Regions from separate parts of the Triticum aestivum genome. Here region 2 is linked to region 1. A link is a contact called in public HiCAR-type data. All regions are on one chromosome and are shown on one strand. Each heading gives the region's core, a stretch centred on a gene start, on an enhancer-like site or on the middle of the called end of the contact. The rest is flanking DNA. Distances are from core to core; before and after follow the strand shown.

Region 1 (4,927 bases), core at 422-2,921:
GGGGAGGAGGAGCAGGAAGCCGCCCCGGCTCTGACCGCGATGCCGACAAGGAGCTGCAAAGCAATTGCAGCCTGGAGCCTGGAGACGCGCCGGCGAAGGGAAGGAAAGAAATGCTCTTCTTTGGCAGAGGAGCAGGGGTGGGGTGGTGGTGGCGGTGGGCTGAGGCGTGGCGCCAGCTGCGTCCGTTCGCGCCTTCGGCCGTTGCATCGCGATATTAGGGGTAGCACTCTTGCGCCGGTCGACCGACTAGATTCTAGATCGATCACCTCCCGAGCCCTTGGATTCCGGCAATTAGAGTCGTTGGATCAAGTCAACCCCTTCACACGCACGACTGGGCCTCTCTGCTGCATGTGCGCTCCACACTGGGAAAAGAAAAGGGGGACGCGGGCCCGCATCGCAACCGAGCGTTGGTCTTCGACCTCAGCAACACCGGCTGCCACGGGAGGCAGCATGCTCGCCGCTCGCATCACCACTATATCCTTTTCGTAGCACTCGTCGTTGCCCCTTGTAGCACCCGTTGTCCCCGCTTCAGGCGATCGAGCACGAGATCGTCGCCATTGCAGTGCAGCCCACCCACCACAGCATTCCCTCTCCGATAGTTACAGCATCTGTCGTGGCCGGTCCCAACATCCTCGATCGACACCCCTATAGGTGGTCGCCGGTGCAATGAGGGTGTACTCATTCGACTGCACTTGACGTAGTCGTCAACACGCGGGTAGCTTCAGACTTCATGGGAGTAGCAGAAGAACAACTCAGCAAATAATTAGAAAAAAAAAGGTTCCCATGTAGCCGCCAAATTGTAAAACCCGGAATTTCTTTTCTGTTTGCACTGCCCCCCTCCACCCATGCAGCGGACGCCCTGCCAACCACGCTACCAAACAAACTTTCAAAGAGAAAAGGGGGAGGAGATGTAAATTTCCCTCACAGTTCATCTAGCAGAAGACAAACCCATTGTTCAAATGCTTATTATTCTTGTACAAGTACTTGGGTTCCATGGGGAACAACCGGGATATTGCACTGGTAAACTGACCCCAAAAAAATCCTATACGTACCACGTATGCTGCTACTGGCTACTGAATCGCTTACGAAATCAGAGAGACAGAACCTACAGAAGTAATAAACGACGGTTGCTACTATGATTCAGTTCAGGCGATGGCGACCGTGGTGGCACGCCCGGCAGTCGGTGTCGGCAAGGGCGGCAGGCGCGAGCTGAAGTTCCTGTACTGGAAGTGGAAGGCGGTGTCCTTAGTGTCTCGCTCGCCGCCGTCACTACCGCTGTTGTCGAAGTTGAGCGCGTAGCTCAGCGGGTCGTACCGGAACACCCCCGTGGCCGCCATGCGCCGCCTCCACCTGGCCCTGCCGCCGCCGGTGTGCGGCCTCCCCGCGCTGCTGACCGGCGACGACGGTGATCCGAAGCAGCCGCAGACGGTGGTCCGCAGCTTTTGGCGCAGCGAGTAGGGCGACGAGGACTCCATCGCGTCCATGGAGACTGCCTGTCGTTCTCGTTGTAGTACTTGTTGAGTTGGAGATGATGTGGTTGGTCGAGCTCAGAGGGGTGTGTGTGAGAGAGAAGGTGTGTGCTCTGCTGCTGGGCTGGGTGTGGGTGTGGATGGAGAAGGCAGGCGGGACTAAATCGGAAGGGCGGGAAAAGACAGATAAGGAGTGACAGACAGGGGGCCGGGGACGGAGTGAAGGGCGTATAAGAGACGCGCACACGACGCGACGGCGGGGAAGCAAAGCAAGCAGCCAGTATCTCCGTAGCGACGTACCGCCTTCTCATCAGACAGAACATGGTAGAAGAAGAAAGCACACGGCGGGTCGAAAGGACGGGAGAAAATTAAAGGGCCTCCGTGTTTTTTGTATGGGAGAAATGCGTGCAGAACGAACCAACAGATGTGAACGCCGGACGAATCGGATGCTATACCTCGGTGCACCACGGCGAAGGCGAAAGGTCCCGTGTCGTACGGCCCGCGGCGACCAACGGACGGACGAGATCGATCGGTGGATGCGGCGATCCACGGAGAGACTGCTTTCCGTTGCCGCGATGGCGGCGGCGACTCTTGTTCAAAACGTGCAACTCGATCGGCAAAGTAGAAGAAACGTCCGGCATCCGCAAACACGCAGCTGGTATGGTTTGCCGCAAAACTGCTTGTTGCTCCATGCGTTGCACGTCTCCTAGTCCGTGTGGTTTGGTTTCAACTCATTTTTTTCGAAGAAATTGGTTTCAGCTCATGTGGGGCGGTGGCGTCACGCCAGTAATTGATTAGTTTACGTCCGTAGAGTGATCTGATCTGATCAGCCCAGGAAAAAAGGGTCAATATATTAAGCTCAGCTTGAGCGCTAGTGCTACTATCCCAGTTGCCCGTGATCAATCCGTCGAGTGAGGCGGCTGGGATAAGAGCCATCTCCAGCCGCGGTTGCCTCCCGAGGGCAAGTCCTATTTGAAGCTGCAGGTGCCGGTTAACGTGCATTTGGTCTCAGCTCATGTGGGGGCCGGCCCATTTTATGGTGTTCTCATTTTAATAAATCGAGAAAAACAGTGATGTAGGCAGGATTCGAACCAGCGACCTGCTGGTTTCGAGAACGCCGCGACAACCACCGAGCCACCTACCTCAGGCTTGACTGATTGCCTTCTTTTGAGTTCATTTACTTACTGTTTTTTTCGAACGATTTTGTTTGGTTTTTTATTTTATTTTCTTCCTTTATTCGTACACTTTTTGATAAATGATAAATGCGTGAATTTTTGTCAATTTTCACTATTTTTTGGTAAAATCGATGAACTATTTCCAATTCTTGAACCTTTTTTGAATTTGATGAACTATTTTTTCAAATTCAACGAACTTTTTTCTAGTTCGATGAATTTTATCAAAATCAATGAACTTTTTTTCAAAACTTGTGAACTTTCATGAAAATCGATGAACTTTTTTCAAATGTATGAGCTCTTTTTGAAAATCGATGAACTTTTTTCAAATGTATGAGCTCTTTTTGAAAATCGATGAACTTTTTTAATTTTCTTGAACTATTTTATATTTCATGAACTTTTTCGAAAAATTCATGAACTTTTTTCAAACTTGTGAACTTTTTTAAATTTGTTAACTTTTCTGGAATTAGTGAACTTTTCCAAATTCATGAACTTTTTCTTGAATTAGTGAACTTCTTTCAATTAGATAAATTGTTCTGTGCAATAACATAGTGCTGCGTCCTTGTTTTTTTTTTGCGAAAAAACTTCCAATCTATTCATCTTCAATCATGGCAGTACAACGAACACTAGAAATTAAAAATTACATCCAGATCCGTAGACCACCTAGCGACGACTACAAGCACCGAAGCGAGCCGAAGGCGTGTCGCCGTCATCGCCCCTCCATCACCGGAGCCGGGCACAACTTGTTGTAGTAGACAGTCGGGAAGTCGTCGTGCTAAGGCCCCATAGGACCAGCACCCCAGAACAGCAACCGCCGCCGATGAAAAATAACGTAGATCGGAAGGATCCAAACCAAAAACACACGAACATAGACGAACAACGACGGGGTCCGAGCAAATGCTGCGTCCTTGTTATTACGCATTTGCCTCTGATACTAACCACAAATGGCATGTAGCTCGAGTGGCTGGTGGCACCTGTACGTGAACCGGATATGGTGAGTTTGAAACCTGTAGAGAGCAATATTTCTTGTGTTCTTTTTTTGAAGTTTTTGCGTTCGCTGGTCTGCATGTTTCGTGGGCCGGCCTAGCACTGGGCGCTGCACGCGCAAGAAGCGCGAACGGGCGCCTGCAGCACTGTATAGGACCTCCCCGGGTTCTGGGGGCGGTAGGGCACCCAGCCGTCCCCCCAGGCGCCGATTTCGGCCTATTATCCGGCCTAATTTTGTCAAAAAAACGGCTCGATATCTGCGTGAATCGGCCCATATTCGACGTGTTTCGGTGTGAATTTTCCCATATAAATAGAAATCAATTAGTTCATCACATAGTTTGGCGTGGTTCGGCTTGTTTTTGCCTTCATAGTTCATCATAAAAAATCAATATAAATCAAATAGTTCAATACAAATTATATAGTTCAACAAATAACAACTCAAGTTTCATCACACGTCATTCCTGGCGTCGCCCCGGCATTGCCTTTGAGCCTCCATAGGTGCTCCACCAGATCGTGTTGCAGTTCTTGATGCACCTGTGGGTCTTGGATCTCCTGACTCATATTGAGGTAGTCAGTCCAGGTTGCCGGTAGCTGGTGATCAACTTGGGCAAAAGGACCCTGCCTGTAATATGGTTATGTGTCAAACACTGGCTCTTCCTGCTCACTCTTAATGATCATGTTGTGCAAGATGACACAACAAGTCATGGTCTCCCACATTTGATCTTTCGACCAGGTCTGAGCAGGGTACCGGACAACAACAAATCAAGATTGGAGCACACCAAATGCCCGGTCCACATTCTTCCTGCAAGCCTCCTGAACCTTCGCAAAGAAGGCGTTCTTGCCTCCTGGCACAGGGTTTGAGATAGTCTTCACAAATGTCGACCATCTCGGATAGATGCCATCAGCTAGATAGTACCCCTTGTTGTAGTGTCGCCCATTGACCACGAAGTTCACCGGGGGAGAATGACCTTCAACAATGAAAGTGCTAGTTATCGACTAGAGGGGGGGGGAGGTGAATAGGCGATTTTTATCAAAGTCTTCAAAACGTGGAAGTTTCGAAGATAAACAATAGAAATGACCTAATTGATATGCAGCGGAAGATAAACTACACAAAGCAAGCCATAGTCAAGTATGCAATAGTGGTAACGTACGAAGACTAACAACAGCTAGGTAGTAAGGATCAGGATGGAAGATAGTATGAAGCCAATCAACAATAGTAGTCAAGCAATGAAGTCAATCAGATAAGACAGATAAGCAATGACTTCACGAAGACAAACTCAAAGTAAAGGAGGGAAGAGA
Region 2 (5,387 bases), core at 415-2,914, 140 kb after region 1:
AAATCATGTCAGCTTCTTCAAAGCAGGTTCGGTTGCAATCAACATCAATCAACATCAGGTAATCATTTACATAATATTTCATATTAATGAGACAAGTACATTAGAATATTATGTTGAGCGATTCTCTGAATTATATGATAAGTTATCTACCTATGAGACAACCCCTGTTGCTTTGCACTATGTTACTCGCTTCTTGGATGGGCTGCAATAGTCTATTCGTGTGCAGGTTACTCTTCAGAAACCAGTTGACTTGGACACAACATTTGAACGCTCTCGTAAGCGGCCAGAGAGGTTATAATCAAATCTACTAGGCTCTCCCAATTTATGTAGTTGGAGTGTTCAAACAACCCCTGACAGTTCGTGACGATCTAACTCGCTTGGTTAGAAACTTCTGGTGGGGGTCCAGAAAAAGGTTGAGCTTGATATATTCTTCGAGGCTCCGACTTTGCAAGAGCATCGTGTGATTCATAGAATGGGCACAACACCATTGCCGGACTAATCAGATCAAATCGGTTGAGAACCCTGTGATCCAAATGATTGGATGTTGCCACCATGCAAGGTGCAACATTCACGTGCTCAAGCCCGAAGGCTGAAGCTAGCATTATCCTGCTCTAGTAGTACTGTACTACTGTACGATACTACTCTCTCCATTTCACAATGTAGTGCGTATATTTTTTAGAAAAAAGTTAAACTTCATAAACTTTGACCAAGTTTACAAAGAAAAACATGTACATCTAGAATAAGAAATACATATCTTTAGATACATCACAAGCCATATATTCATATTGCATATATTTGATATTGTACATACAAATAGGTTTCTTTGTAAATCTAGTCAAAATTTGTAAAGTTTGACTTTTCAGAACGGAAGAGTATGTGCATTGGGCGTGTGGAACACGCACGGGATGTTCCGTGTTGTGTTGGTTGCTTCTGCAGGCTACGTGGAGGGTGCCAGCAAAACCAAACCAACGGCGCTTGCATGGAGGCAGGATAGTTTGCTTCTCCTGCGGGCTGCACGTTTTGACCGAGCGCTCACTCGAGCAGAGTCGCCGTCGCTGTCACAGGAATTATAAAAGGCTGACGTGGATCGAACGAAACACTTTCACCAGGCCGGGAGGTTTGGCATCCTATTCGGTCGGCCGTGTCAGTGCTTTTTATCGTGCTCTTTTCTGTATGATGCGAATGTAGTAAGTGAATGGAGCCATAGCGTACGTCCGCGTGAGGATCAGATGTTGATCTCCTTTAAAAGAGAGAAAAGTGCCAAGTGTTTCTTCTTCGAGGAAAAAAAAATAAGAGTACCAGCTGTTTGACACTTGAAAGACAACAACGGCCAATTATGGTAAACAAAAAGAGAACCAAAGCCTGTATAAGTGCACTGAACGAAGGTCTGAGCTGCACTTGCAGCTAAGCTACCACTGTTACCGTTGTTGCCACGGTCAGCTGTCTCTCTCTCTGTGCATTGCGACAGCTTGCACGAAGACCGACCGTTGCCATCGCCCTCCTCCCTCCCGTCCCAACGGCAGCGAAGCCCCGCGAAATCCCCAGAACACCCTCACGTCTAACCGCACGCGTGCGCTACGGCGATAGCTTTGCTTGCTTGCTTCCCCGCGTCTCTTACCCTTCACGCCGTCACCGGCCCCTGTCTTGGTCCAGTCTTTTTTCCACTCTTCCTATTTAGTCCTGCCCACCTCCGCCTATCTTCTACAGCAGCAGAGCACACCGTCACACACCCCAGAACTCGATCGACAACCCACATCCATCTCTAGCTTCTACCAGCTGAAGCACACTAGCACCAAGACAGAGGCAGACTCCATGGACGCTGTGGAGTCCTCTTCGTCCTACTCGCCACCGTCACTGCGCCACAAGCTGCGGACCACCGTATGCGGCTGCTTCGGCTCGCCGTCGTCGCCGGGTAGCGGCGGGGAGAGGCCACAAAACAGCGGCAGGGCCAGGTGGAGGAGGCGCGTGGCGGCCGCGGGGGAGTTCAGGTACGACCCGCTCAGCTACGCGCTCAACTTCGACGACGGCGCCAGCGGCAGCGATGACGGCGCGGAAGCAGAGGACGCGGCCTTCCCGTACCGGAACTTCAACTCGCGCCTGCCGCCCTCGCCGGCGCCGGCCTCCCGAGCCGTCGCCATCGCCTGAAGTCGCCAATCGAATCGTACAAGTAGCTGTCGGCCGTCCTTTGCTGCTTCTGTACCTTTCTGTCTCTCTGATTCTTCTTCTTCTCCAAGTGAAACTGTATTAACTCTGTGAAAGCATTTTATACGGCCGTGCAAATCGCAGCGATGTAGCGGCAGTGTACCAGTAGCATCATTGTATAGTGTATACATATAGGATAATAGGAATCGATCAACCAATTTTAGTGTTCCGTCGGTTCTCAATGCAAGATGAAGAATTGGTTTGATCGGGAAAAGGCTTCCTTTTCTTTTGGATGATGAACTGTGAAGGAAGTTAAACCTTGGCCGGGTTGGTGGTGGGTGGAAATGGAATCATCTGCCGTCGCCATCCACCGTGTGGGCTGCGCGTATCCAACGATGTACTCCCTCCGTAAACTAATATAAGAGCGTTTAGATTATTAAAGTAGTGTTCTAAACGCTCTTATATTAGTTTACAGAGGGAGTACGTACTACTGTACGTGGGTGAAAGGGTGCTGCAAAGGATTTGCGAGTAGCGAACAGTAAAAAAAAACTCGAATCGACCGCACACACGCGGGAAGAAAAATCTTGAAGAGCCAGCTCCACTGGCTTATCCGCTCGTGTAGCTTGTCAGCTCTCACGAGTGGAGCTTTCGCGCCGATTGTCACATACCAAGAAAAATCTTCCTCTGCACTTTCTTTCTTTCTTTCTTGTTTTCTTTCTTTCTATTCTGTCAGGAAAACAGGGGAGGGCCTCGGTTCCACTGAAACGAGCCCAGGCAGCTACATATGGACTGCTTGGATCCACTTTATGTTCTCAAAAAACAATCGACAGCTACATATGGACACATACTAGTATCGGACTGGCCTAACACTACAATAAATATGCGTGACATGTGGGGAATTGGGTTAGAGCAAGTACAATAGGATGAGATAAGCTGACTATAAGAAATAGAATAATACTACCTCCGTCCGAAAAATACTTGTCATCAAAATGGATAAACGGGGATGTATCTAGATGTATTTTAGTTTTAAATACATCCATTTTTATCAATTTTGATGACAAGTTTTTTCGGACGGAGGGAGTATATTTTTGCTTAGTTGAAAGAGAGAGAAGAGGAGAGAGAGGAGAACCAATAATGAATGGTTCAATGACTTGATGATATGCTGCTACACCAAGTGGGAGTTATTCAAATCAGTTGATGATAAGGATGTTCAAACATTTACTGCAATGAAGTCTCGGAAAGGGCATTTGCCTCGTAATTTTCTTTAGCGCACTATTGGTATGTTCCATCTGACCATCTCTATTCTTGCAAACTTACTATTTTGAATATATTCACATCCCACAACTAAATTAATTTCAGTTACAAATTCATTCTTTTATCTTGTAGTGTCTTTTAGGACTTTGGCAACATGGCGAGTTCACCTTTATGCAAAGATGATTATATGTTTTTCTTGTGACAAAAATGAACAAATCAGAGATGCTTTTGATCATGGTGAAAGAAATTGCACAATGACAATTGGTATGGACAACTTTACTTTTGTTGGAAACATGGCGAGTTTGCCTCTGTTTTCAAGTCTCATCTTTATTTACTCTATTGAACTTTATTTTGTTAGACTATTACGTTTATGTTTTCATTTCATTTTTAATGAGGATTTGTGGTTCAAAAGTTTTGTGTTGTATTATATGTTGTGTATTTAAATACCCGGTTTTAGATTTCCAGATTATACACTTGTGCTCAACTTGCCCAGGCTCCACAAAATTTTTGGCTCCGCCACTGCCAGCTGCAACACGAGACTCAAGACACTTTATGAGGATGTAAGGTGGGCCAACTATTGATAAACTAGTACATATTTAAAACTTACTATTGTATATGCCAGCTAAGAGGTTGGCTATAAATGACATGACAAATTCTTATAGCCGACCGTTGGTTGTATTATTAACCATGTTCTTAGAGAGGCCCGGCGACCATGTGGGATTCCGTGTGCTCTCCGGTTCGTTTCGAGGATAGCGAGAGTGGAAAGGATCGAGCCAAGTTTGGATTGTTCTGCGATTTGCCGATTTGGCAGATGAGGAGCGACGACAAAGCCGCGCTCTGAGAATAGTACCGATCTCGTTATTTTACTCTCAGAGAGAGCTCGGAAGCAAACCACGCTTGGGCTGGACAAGCTCTGTCTGTTTGAGCTTTTATTTCTGCTTTTGCAGCTTTTCACTTAGGCAGAAAAACCAAAACCCTTCTGAATATGTGCTTTTTACTTCAATTTTTGGCTTATACCATACAGTGTCCCCTCCAGCAGCAGGGCACACTGTCACACACCCCACAACTCTGACAACCCACATCCATCCCTAGCTTCTACCGGCTGAAGCACAGTAGCATCAAGGCAGACTCCATGGACGCTATGGAGTCCACTTCGCCATACTCGCCGCCGGCGGTGCGCCACAAGCTGCGGACCGCCGTGTGCGGCTGCTTCGGCTCGCCATCGTCACCCGGCAGCCGTGGGGAGAGGCCGCATAGTGGCGGAAGGGCCAGGTGGAGGCGACGCGTGGTGGCCGCGGGGGAGTTCAGGTACGACCCGCTCAGCTACGCGCTCAACTTCGACGACGGCGCGGAAGCAGAGGATGCGACCTACATGTACAGGAACTTCAGCTCGCGCCTGCCGCCCTTGCCGGTGCCGGCCTCCCGAGCCGTCGCCATGGCCCTCTGTCCCTCTGAATTTTCTTCTTCACTATGTAAAAGCAGTTTATACCACCGGGGAAATCGTACGTAGCGAGGTATAGTTAGCAGTAGCAGTGTACGCGTAACATCATGTATACATACATATAGGAAATCAATGAATCAATTTTAATGTACCAATCGGTTCTCAATGCGAGGCAGCCGATACATGTATGTAGTTTACTCGGAGATGGAGAATTGGTTTGGTCGGGAAAAGGTTTCCCTTTTTTCTTTGAGATTTTTTGGATGAAGAACTGGGTTGGTGGCGGGTGGAATCATCTGCCGTCGCCATCCTAGGGCTGCGAGCATCCAACGATGTAAAAAGGGTAGTGCAAAGGATTAGCCAGCACTCTCTCTGTCCATGAATAAGTGTACATATAGCTTTTGTCCTAAGTCAAAATTTTAAAATTTTGACCAATTTTATATAAAAGAATAGTAGCACATATAACATCGAATTGGTACATTATAAAACTACATTTCAAAACGAATCTAGTTATACTAATTTAGTGTCATAAATGTTGTCACTTTTTTCTATA

The links. HiCAR-type assays count read pairs that join an accessible place to other places.
Region 2: a contact with region 1 is called in a HiCAR-type map of leaf, with 4 times the contacts expected there. The contact joins the promoter of LOC123082970 here to the promoter of LOC123087953 in region 1. A contact is called at or near these places in 1 of 5 Hi-C or Micro-C datasets (leaf) and 1 of 1 datasets of contacts at active chromatin or transcription factors (leaf).

Annotation. Positions count from the first base shown.
Region 1 is chr4A:663,340,481-663,345,407 of IWGSC CS RefSeq v2.1, forward strand. LOC123087953 reads right to left here and starts at 1,672. Exons shown (of 1, transcript XM_044510070.1): 1 at 912-1,672. The coding sequence starts at 1,484. The coding sequence ends at 1,146. LOC123084220 reads right to left here and starts at 608. Exons shown (of 9, transcript XM_044505940.1): 1 at 604-608; 2 at 1-276. The coding sequence starts at 608.
Region 2 is chr4A:663,484,501-663,489,887 of IWGSC CS RefSeq v2.1, forward strand. It overlaps LOC123082970, which reads left to right and starts at 1,665. Exons shown (of 1, transcript XM_044505146.1): 1 at 1,665-2,578. The coding sequence starts at 1,813. The coding sequence ends at 2,145. It overlaps LOC123082971, which reads left to right and starts at 4,463. Exons shown (of 1, transcript XM_044505147.1): 1 at 4,463-4,957. The coding sequence starts at 4,529. The coding sequence ends at 4,906.